Linked DNA regions of Zea mays: regions 2 and 3 are each linked to region 1. The links are chromatin contacts, called in public Hi-C maps. All regions are on one chromosome and are shown on one strand. Each heading gives the region's core, a stretch centred on a gene start, on an enhancer-like site or on the middle of the called end of the contact. The rest is flanking DNA. Distances are from core to core; before and after follow the strand shown.

Region 1 (3,644 bases), core at 356-2,855:
GTTTCTGGGGATCCTTTGCTGCCTTTATGGAGTAGATGTGGAAGGAGTCGAGGGAGCTTGTGAATCAGGACACCACGACACTGGTCGCTATAGTGTCAGGGATCAACAATGGCGGGGTAGGGAAGCTGATGGCTGCACCTGAGGCAGAGACCAGAGCAAGGTTCAAGTGCAACTACTACAAGTTCGCCATGGATCAGGTCGCTTAGAAATGTTTGCTTTACAGTTTAGGAGCCTGTCTTTCATCACCCAGTTCTAAATTTTGTTGATCACTTGTTTACCGCAATCAGCTAATCAAGTACACATATATCATTGTGTTTCGTTGTAATTTCTGTAAGGACGGCCACATCAAACACTTAACTGGATATTCAGAAAATTCGTTTCTGCAAAGAGTGAATCTCTATTAGAGAACTGTGTTCTTTGTTGTTAGTACTTACACAAGAATACCATGTAGTAGATCTGTCTTAAATTATTCCATGCTTGCTTTGTAGGCACAATACAAACTGCAGTTTCCAATACTCATAGAGTTACTGAAAGCAGTGGAGGGGAAGCAATGTATCATATGTGAAACTATCATCTTGGAGTTCAAAGAAATTGTTTCTATGTGTGGTGGGCCTGAGGAGAACACTAGAGCAAGACATTTGTTGAAACAACTTACGTAAGTTCTGTTACATAGCTAATTTGATTTCTCAAGGCCCGTGAGTTGGTGTATTTATAAAAATATTATATATTTATATCGTCAATATAACATTAGTGGTACGATAATATTTTGTCACACGGATTTTGTATACCATAGTGATGTTTGTCGTTTCGTATCTATGTTTTATACTAATTTTTAACCCTTGTGGCAACGCACGGGCACACACCTAGTGAAGGATTATGTGTGCAAACCGAGTTTACCACTGAAGGGTCTCGCTTCTCTATAAAGGAGCATGTACCCCTCATAATGAACAAGAGAAGAGTTCATCCATCTTTGTCTCTTGTCGCTTTGTGTTTGTGCTGCCTCGGGAGGGGAAGGGAAACAAGTCTTTCATATCTTCTTATACCTGATCTATTGATGAGAGAGAGGTAAGTGGATCTGGTGATCTTTTCTCAATAGTTTTAAGGACCCCACAGAAGCAGACCCTCATTCTGTCTGTTGTGCCCAAGTCGGCCTTTAGAGGCCCACATAGCAGACTCGCCCTTTCTGTCTGTCGGGCCTAGATCGGGAACTAGGACCAAGCCCAACTCGTCAAGCCCGCCGCCATGGACCATGGTGCGGTCGTGTCATCGCGTGGCTCGCCTCCCCTTCCCACGGGCACGACGAGGATCCAGCCCGTCCCTTTCGTAACAGACGCCCCAGATCCCGCCAAGCTGTCCCTCCCAAGCGTACGATCCCATCGCCATCCACCACTGGTCGGTCCACTCCACCGCCCGTCCCCCGTGCCGTTCCGTGCGTCGCATGACTGTCGCCGCACTCCGCTTGCCGCCGCCCGCCGCAGCTCCCTCCGGCCGCGCGCGCCTCGTGGGGGCCGCCGCGCACCGCTGCTCCCCCAGGTGCGCGACGCAACAGGCATGGCCTGCAGCAGCAGCAACAGTATTTAAATAAATTAAATAAATATTTTTTCCAAGATCATTATCGAACAAGCAATCGCCTCACTGGTCAACCTGACTGAATAGGTGAGGTGAGGTGAGGTGAGGTCAGTGGTGGATTGAGAAGGGAGGCTATCGGATTCGGTTGCTTCTCTTCTCCTCTTCCTGTACTTCCTCCTCGTGTTCCAGTCTTGATCGGAAGTGTATTGGTTCTCGCTTAAAGCGTGTCTGTCCTGTGCCTGTGCCTGTGCCTGCAGGGAGGCGTTTGGGTGGTGGTGCTCCCAGCTGCTGCTGACGCGGAGCGGCCGGACGAGGACGACGGCGGCGGCGGCGTACCCGAAGATGGCGCGGCCGCCGATCCTATCCGTCGCGCTGCCGTCTGACACCGGCCGTGTGCTCAGCATCCAGTCCCACACCGTCCAGGTTCAGCCCGCTGCCCTGACCACCTGCGACCATCCGTCTGTTTGCTGGGTTCCTGCTTGCACGCCTCGATGATTCAAGAGCCCGGACTCTGCGCCTGCCTCTATGACTTTGCTTATTCATTCGCACATGGATGTGTCCTTGAGGAGTTGTGTTTTAGATTCGGCAGCAAAGCAGTGGTTTTGTGGGTTGTAGCATGTGGACTAGCTGACTAGACTATGAACACAGCTCTATGGTCTATTGAGTCTGGATATGGGTTGCTGCATGTATTGTAGGTTTAGATTGGGTCTCCCTTTCATGTGTTGATGCCATACATATAAGATGGTGCACGCATGGTCTCACGAGTCACGACTGTGTACTAAGCACTGGCGCAATCGTTTGTGCACGTCATTGGCATGAATGTCACCTAATAAGTGGTGGCACAATCGTTTGTGTGATGGATCAGTGGTTATGACTGCTTTGTCTTTTGTATGGCGAGCGGTCACGACTCACGAGTTTGTGTTTTATTCAGGATTTGTTCAGTCAAAATAGTCTGCTTCGATTTTGTTTCAGAGCAAGAATCATTGAGCATTTTCACTTTCTTATTTGATAGCCTGCTCTTCTCATTCTCTGATTGCTCCAATTCAGGGGTATGTTGGCAACAAATCGGCCGTCTTTCCCCTGCAGCTCCTTGGCTTTGATGTGGATCCAATAAACTCTGTACAGTTTTCTAATCATACAGGTAAATGTATATCGTGGATGTACACAATCTCGTACAATTCACTTGGGACACATAAACAATTCCAGTTGTGTGTTATCTCAGGATACCCAACATTTAGAGGTCAGGTTCTTAATGGCAAACAGCTCTGGGACCTTATTGAAGGACTGGAGGAAAATCAGTTGCTTCATTATACCCATTTATTAACAGGTGAAACTAGACGTGCCCATCCTTCATGTCCAGGAAATAAACTAGATTAATTGCTTGGTCTTATGATATTTCACCATGATACCAAGGAAAAATCAGTGACTTTCTACTGCAATATATATATATATATATATATATATATATATATATATATATATATATATATATATATATATATATATATATATATATATATATATATATATATACACACACACACACAAAGTGACATGCTGTTTATGGTTCTCAGGTTATATAGGCTCAGTTTCCTTTTTAGATACTGTGCTACAAGTTGTTGAGAAATTGCGATCAGTTAATCCTGATCTTGTATATGGTAATCTTTTCTCATCTTTTGTTATTTGTATGCTTGCTTCTTCTTTAATAAATTTAATTTAACAGGGACAATTTAGGTCATAGCTAGAGACTGACTAGACATGGTTAATTCTTCTGTTTGCTAATTGCAAACATGCTGCAGTTTGTGACCCAGTTCTAGGTGATGAAGGAAAACTATATGTTCCTCAGGAGCTAATATCTGTTTATCAACAGAAGGTGATTTAGCCCATTTTCGTATTCTATGATTTTCCAATACATTACCAAAATATGGGAATTGCTTGTCCTTACACTTTTTAGAATGGCAAGTCTGTTATTTATTACAAATACATGTTTTTTCAATATACATGTAAACATGTCGTGTTCACGGGTTCTATATTTTCCCTTTGATCCTTCTGTAGACTTAACTGTCAATTGATTT
Region 2 (3,644 bases), core at 420-2,919, 490 kb after region 1:
ACAGGAGGCTTCAGCTTTGAGATGAAGGTGTGCACGGTATGAAGGTGTGATCTGAAGGAAGGACAATCTAGATCCGAAGTTGTGGCTGAAGCAGCTTTGGCTTAGCATGATGACGATGGTGAAAGGCAAAACCGACTTAAAGGAGAAAGGACTGCTTAGTCCTTGACAGCTTGCCTCATGGTCAATAAAAAATGTCAGGGACATGAATGTAATTTTGTCCAAGCTGCGTCCAGTGCATATAAATAGATGAACAGTAACACCGTACTATTCACGTTGATTTGTAATCACTATCGCGTCACTCCCGCTTTTTCACCTTCTATCAAGCCGAAGGTACAAATGTAATATAAATGTTATTGATGCTTATTCATGCTTATAAAATAAGAATATGAATATGAATAGTCCAATAATTTGAAATGATTATTCATATTCTTTTTGTGTTTCATGTCTCTGTTTACATCCTTGCTTACTGAAATGATGAAGGTATATCCTTCATGACATTCGTCTGAAGATCATTATATCCCAAGGGAAATAATGCTTCGAAGGACAAAGGTCTCTAATTGTTCACAATTGTGTTGCTTTGTTCTTGGTGTATAGCATCCGAGAGCAAGGACCAACAAAAGGATACTATTATAAACAGTAGAGGTCTTCTTCATATTAGAATCTTGTTTGAAATCTAAAAATTCAAACCAAGAGTTTAAATTATGTTTGAATCCTTGAAATTTGAATTTGAATATGAAAATAGAAGAAAAGAAAAAGAATAAGAATAAGACTTACCTCAAGACTGGGCTGAATTCATCACAAGCCGGCCCACTCAACTCACCCCCCGCGCCAGCCCTGGTTTCCTCTGACGTGCGGGCCTCGGTCGTAGCCGCTTCTCTCTACCACACGCTTGTCTCACTAGAGGCAAGGGCCCACATGTCATCTCGCTCGCGCCGTCGGCTACAGCTGTGGCTGAACGAACTACGCGATGCCGCCATGACCGCTATGGCTGTTGCGCCACGTTGCACCACGACGCACATGTATGCCTTCACCTGATACCACCCCACCGTGAAACACCACCATGTGCACTCGCCGCAAGCTAAGAAGTGAGAGAAGGAGAGCCACCGCGTCTTCTCTTCGCCGGTGTTGCAGATTGGAGCGCCGGGTTAGCCTAGAGACCATTGCGGTGTCCCCGGGGTAAGATCGACGCCGCCATGGTGCGGATTGGCGCTCATCACGGGCGAAATTCCTCACTAGAGATTTTGCGCCGCTGTGATCTGCACCTCACCGTGGACAAAGGCCAACGCAGCAAAATACATGGTAACGCCCCATTCCTCGTTTCAGTTTCATATTCTCATCGTGTAGCATCGATCCGAATGGTGGGTAGCTTACAAGTGCCCCCTAGATCGCTCACCAGAGCTATATTCCATTGCGGATCCGCTTCACACGTGGGGAGCAGAGTAGTCGCCATAATCCATAGGAAGTAGTCCTCTATCATGCTCACTGTTGTCGACACTTTGTTTTGCACCGTGCAGTTGACGGAATAGGGCATTGGATAATGGGTTGGGCGGGGCACCGGTGGAGCACCGTCGGGCGTTGCAATGCGCCGCCGACCGTGGTGCTCGGGGAAGAAGAGGTGTCGACTGACATCAATTTGAGTTGGACGGCTAGGATTAAATCGCAGGGATACCCTTTCAAAGCTTAAAATCCATGCCATTGGTTCATCCGCGGACAGCTACGATTTGATCGTGCCTTCATTGAATCTAGACCATGGATCATTGATCCGACGACCTCGATTGTGTACCGCTTCATAAACTTTCGGGGTCTGATCGGGGCGATTTGATTTTAATCGGATGGCTCTAGTGACCCCATACCCCTTCAGCTAAGCAGATTTACAAAAGAGACCCCTAGTTATGCAGTAATTAACCCGCCATCCACCCTGAGGAAAGAAACACTGCGTTTTGGCCCTGAAACTTACTTAGAACACCCTGGGTTTCCTCAAAATCTCATCTACGGTCCAAATAGATTTCAAGCTTAGCAGAATTACTTAGAAAAATGATTTTTTAATTCCCAAACCATCATAACACCATAACTTAATTATTCTAACTCCAAATTGAGCCATTCTAGTTGCAATAAACTCATAATAATATTGTTTAGTATTTAGCAACAATATTTTTATGTCACATGTAGTAAAATCATACACTTAACTTGTTTTATGACTAACACCTAAGTATTTAGAAAGCAATAACTTTATAACTGTAACTCCGAATTTAGTGGTTCTCGAACCTACGATCTCGTTATGACGCGTAGAACACTATTATGCAGTTTGTTCTTATGTTTGGTGTGATGTTAATTTTACCTATACCATTTTTGTTTGTATTGCTACGAGTAGCAGCGAGGTTATGAATCACTTGAAGACCAAGTTGGTACCTAGGAATCTTGAGTATAAGGCAAGTTGTGCCCTTGATCACTTTTCTCTTTACCCAATAATGTTCCTGTTAATCATTGTGACATGCTCAGGTTAAGCATCTCTTATAAGATTTATGCTAAAGCATCTCTTATAACCAACCATTACCATACCTTCCAATCAAGATCTTCACTCCCTCGTTGTTGTTGGTCATCTCGGTTTTTTTATTATGAACCGGAGATCCGATCGACGAACCGGAAGCGTGGTGACAAAGCTCTCGTGAGCTGGTCACGATGATGTTCTGGGCTGCCCCGGAAGATGAACGGACGGGGAGAAATTACTCGCCGAGGTTGTCACTAGAGTTGGGGAGGAACTCGAACTTCGACGAGCTGGTCAAAGCGGCTTATGGATGCAAGCTTAGCTAGCGGCAGGTTGTGGCATGTACTTATATAGGCTGGGAGGTGAGTGGTTACATGACAGATCTAATATGATACTTATCTGTTATAATCATATCCTATCTATTAGGAACTCTAAAAAACTCGAAACCAAATCTGTTACATCACATATTTAGTCTGTTACTTATATGTTACAATCCTATCCTATATGTTAGGAACTCTAACAAACTCGAAACCAAATCTGTTGCGTAGGTGAGGGATTATCCTGTCAACAGGGCCCTATGCGGCAGTGATGCATTGGACGACATCATCGGTGATGTCATGATGATGCAGCCATACGGCTAGGGAATAAAGAAAAGAAAAAAATCAAAATGAACATGGAAGAGCACATGGGCTTCGCGTGGTGTTATCCTCACAAGGCCAAGTAACGAGCCGCCTGTGAGGTGAGTTCTCTTGTTTTATTATTTTTCTTTCTCGTTTTTAATTTCTAAATTTCTATTTAATTTCCTATTTTTGTTTACCAATTTCAAATTTAATTTTGAGTTAAAATTTCAAATTCTAGTGAAATACACAATCACAAATCCAGCATGCCATGTAAGTATAATTGTATACATATGTGTACATCAGTTCTTTAGTTCATGCTTCAAACATATAATAAAGGATAATGCACACATTATTTGTTTTAAGAAAATATTATTTTTGAATGTGTGATCAAATTAAATTTTAATTCGAAAATAAATTATCCATTACTTACTTATTTTAAGAAGCGTAATTTCTACCGTATCATCTTTATTAAGAGATGCTTTAGCATAAATCTTATAAAATCCAACAAGGGATAACTTAATTCATATCGGAATACTATT
Region 3 (3,644 bases), core at 459-2,958, 370 kb after region 1:
CTCACACATATGATGACTCATGGTACAGAAACGAATGTCACATCATTTATATGTAACGAAGTTCTGTACAAAATAGTTAAATAGTTACATCATACGAAGACAACGATCAGCAACCATAGTTGATAGGGAGACGACGGCCTAGACCACTCATGAACTCATCACACGATCCTTCATGCGCCTCATCATGTGGTACCTGTTCTTGACCTGGGGGATGTGAGTACAGCAAGGATGAGCTCACATACATTCATTGCTCAACAAGTTGTGGGGAATAATGTGCATGAACTCACCAAAAGTGGGAGCTCATGTGAAGTGTAAAGCTTACCAAAGGAGATGGTTAAAGCTGAGCATTGCTTTTAGAGTTGGACAAAATTTTATTAGCACTTACTAAGTAAAAGTAGATACTATCCCAAACAAATAAGAGATCAAAATTAATAGTACACCCATAATGCAATGCATATGACAAATTGAGTTTAGTTCCATAGGTTAATCATGTGAGGGTCCGAGCTGCTCATGACCGTGAGCACAACTAATATACCAGTTTTACACTTTGCAAAGGTTGCACATCTTTACCCACAAATTGTGTATCCCATCTAGCCAGGGTTTGCAAGGCCCTTAGACACTTCCGAGGTGAATGGCTAGGGATCCACTATGAGGCCTTTACAAAGTTCCACTAGCTTCAGAAAACCCACTACGATTTCTGAGAAGGGCAATATTGGAATCCCTCATCCGAAAAGCCATCGCAGCATGATCAACCAAAGAACCTCTCTATACACAACTCCTCTACCGCCCTTGCCCCTTTTGAGTAAGGTAGTCCTCCACTAGCTTTCCTAATTAGTCAGCCAAGGGCGTCCCATACCATAAGTATCTTATCCAAGGTGTAACATTAATTTCTCAAAACTAGGTAGAGCGATAGCAAAACTCCCCAATAGTTCTTTTGTATCCAAGGTGTGGGATAAACAATGCTAGGGATACCTATTAGGTCACATCAAATTAATCTGAGCATGTCATAGTGATTAACATGAACATTATTAGGTAAAGAAGAGTGATCAAGGGCACAACTTGCCTTAGACTCGAGATTCCCAGGTACCAACTTGGTCTTCAAGTGACTCATAACCTCGCTGCTATTCGTAGCAATACAAACAAACATGGTATAGAAAAAACTAACATCACACCAACCATAAGCACAAGCTACCTTATAATGTTCTACGCATCATAACGAGATCCCAGGTTCGAGAACCACTAAATACGGAGTTACTGTTATAAAGTTATGATTTTCTGAAGATTTAAGTGTTGGGTACAAAAGAAATTAAGTGCATAATTTTAATTTATGTTTCATAACAAAATAAAGTTACTAGGGGATAAACAATATTATTATGAATTTAATGCAACTGGAATGGATTAAAAAGGAGTTAAAATAAATTAAATATGAATTAAACAAATTTCTGGAATTATTTTTATACTAAAACCAATTTCCATATTTAACTTATTTAATCCTGGGCTGCGGACACAAAACCCAGGAAACCGGGTTCATTCTGCAAATTCCAGTGACTTATTTGTTATTCATTCTGACCTAACATGGACGGTGGGTTGATTATTATATAAATGAGGGGCTCTTAAGGAAAAAGGCTATGGCGAAGGGGTATCTTGCGATCTAAGTCGTCCATCCATCAATCTGCGGCTTGGATAAGATATACCATAACTCGAACCGATATCTAGTGATAGCCACCCGATCTATGATCAACGGACCACAGCGACCCACACCATTATATAACCGAAGCCCTTAGATCAGCGATCGATGGCCACGATTGAATACACTAAAGCGTTTTCCTGTGATCTAATCTGGATCGCTCATCGGGAGATCAACGACCCCCGCGGCTTTTCCCTTCCTAATCACCCAGGCCACGGCGGAGCGAGCGCCCCACGGTGGAGCATTGCCGCTGCACACCCAATCCTGGCCTCCTAGTACCAATCTCCTACGGAATTCAGTGCTATGCAAAGGATCCAGAATGGCGAAGCTAGTGGTGGCGTCTTACCGGAGGATTAGGTCGCTAGGAACGTCTGCCCACGAAGAAGGCGGATCCGCGGCGAAGTCTTAGCTCCAGCGAGCGGTTCACGAGCTCTGAAGGGTTATGTGCCCACCACTGCACACACACAAGTTCCAACCCGGTCTCACGATGCTTCCTGACCAGCTGCCAAAGCCAGAATGGTCCCTCCCCCGGGAAGATCAACGGCGGCGGCAAGCTTCACTTTGTCCCTCACTAAACTTCTCTTCGTCAGTGAGGTTCACGCACGTGGTTCTGGGTTTAATGCAGTGGTCAGCGACCTAGGCTTAAATAGTCTGGGGGGAGGGGGCGAAGTCCGTGCGGTTGTTGCGACGCCCTCCGCGGGATTCGCGATGACTGTTGTCGTCGACGCCGCGCCGGGTGGACGACGGATCTGGCCACCCGTGCCCACCCGCCAGAGGCGCAAAGCTCCTAGGTGACCGGTGATCGCCTGCCCATGAGGTCGACCTGCCCGTGGCACGGCGCGCGTGGAAGGAGGGGAAACAGAGTGGCCCACGATGATGTTGGGCCGAGCAGGTGGTCTTTCAGCCTAGCGACTTCTTTTATTTTTTTTATCATTTCTATGTTTTCTTTTTCCTTTTTGATTTAGAATCTGAATTTGATTCATGTTTAAACCTCAAATTTCGAAAATGCATCAGACCAAGGTTTCATCATGTTTTTGCAGAAATATTTCATTTATTTCTACTGTATTTATTTATTCACTAATATTTTAACCCACGTAGTTAATGAAAGGAATATCCCACTTGTTTTAACACACATGAAAAATCTTCTTGTTATTATATATCTAAATCATATGTTATAAAGACACAACTACTATTACATAATTTTATACTAAAAGATAGTTTTATCTCAACCTATCTAGGAATTAATATCTCCAATTATTTTAGCCCAAAAGAAGAGTTTAACTCATAATTCTTGTATATATAATCCAATCGAAGTATAATTTAGTTTCTAAGTATCTTTCATGTTAGTCTTTTATTTAGATAATATATTCATTTTGGGCCATTTTTAGTTATTAATGTTATAAATTCTAAAGTAGAATTTTGGGTGTTACAATTCTGCACAACTTGTTGAGCGATGAACGTATGTGAGCTCACCGTTGCTATACTCACATCCCCTAGGTCAAGGATAGGTACTACAAGATGAGGAACATGAAGGATGTCGCGATGAGTTCGTGAGAGGTCTAGGTCATCGTCTCCCAGGTGAGAGGTTTAGGCCATCATCTTCCAGTCAACTTTGGGTTGCTGGATCGTTGTCTCCGTATGATGTATTTATTTAACTATTTTGTACAGAACTCTGTTATATATTAATGATGTTACATTCGTTTCTGTACCATGAGTTATCATATGTGTGAGACTTGATCCTAGCACACATGTGAATCGCGCCCGGGTTTGGACCCCCCTAAATCTGGGTGTGACAGAAGTGGTATCAGAGACAGATTTTGATCCTACGACTGTGGGTTATGGGCCCACCACGCTTCCGCTGTGCCACTCTGATTATTCTTACCTTTTCACTTCTGAAGACAAGTGGATTTCACACTTTAAAATCCTGTACCTAAAGTGGCCTTTAGGAATATGAGAC

The links. A called contact is a pair of places that touch in the nucleus more often than the background predicts.
Region 2: a Hi-C map of endosperm shows a contact between it and region 1, with 2.6 times the contacts expected there. The contact joins the enhancer-like site here to the promoter of LOC100283562 in region 1. A contact is called at or near these places in 2 of 25 Hi-C or Micro-C datasets (endosperm and leaf).
Region 3: a contact with region 1 is called in a Hi-C map of leaf, with 5 times the contacts expected there. The contact joins the enhancer-like site here to the promoter of LOC100283562 in region 1. A contact is called at or near these places in 5 of 25 Hi-C or Micro-C datasets (bundle sheath, ear, leaf and 1 more).

What each region holds. Positions count from the first base shown.
Region 1 is chr3:118,480,012-118,483,655 of Zm-B73-REFERENCE-NAM-5.0, forward strand. LOC100283562 (pyridoxal kinase) reads left to right here and starts at 1,606. Exons shown (of 13, transcript NM_001364410.1): 1 at 1,606-1,713; 2 at 1,827-1,992; 3 at 2,617-2,710; 4 at 2,792-2,896; 5 at 3,144-3,227; 6 at 3,369-3,442. The coding sequence starts at 1,912. It also overlaps the pseudogene LOC103652138.
Region 2 is chr3:118,974,937-118,978,580 of Zm-B73-REFERENCE-NAM-5.0, forward strand. No RefSeq gene overlaps it. Among protein-coding and RNA genes, the nearest start is that of LOC103650468, 42 kb to the right of the region's middle. Within about 2 kb of position 1,670, at least 17 of the 20 cell types and tissues checked have an H3K27ac peak or open chromatin away from gene starts, as enhancers often do. A contact at or near this core is called in endosperm and leaf, where this site is marked.
Region 3 is chr3:118,847,538-118,851,181 of Zm-B73-REFERENCE-NAM-5.0, forward strand. No RefSeq gene overlaps it. Among protein-coding and RNA genes, the nearest start is that of LOC103652139, 93 kb to the left of the region's middle. Within about 2 kb of position 1,709, at least 20 of the 20 cell types and tissues checked have an H3K27ac peak or open chromatin away from gene starts, as enhancers often do. A contact at or near this core is called in bundle sheath, ear, leaf and 1 more, where this site is marked.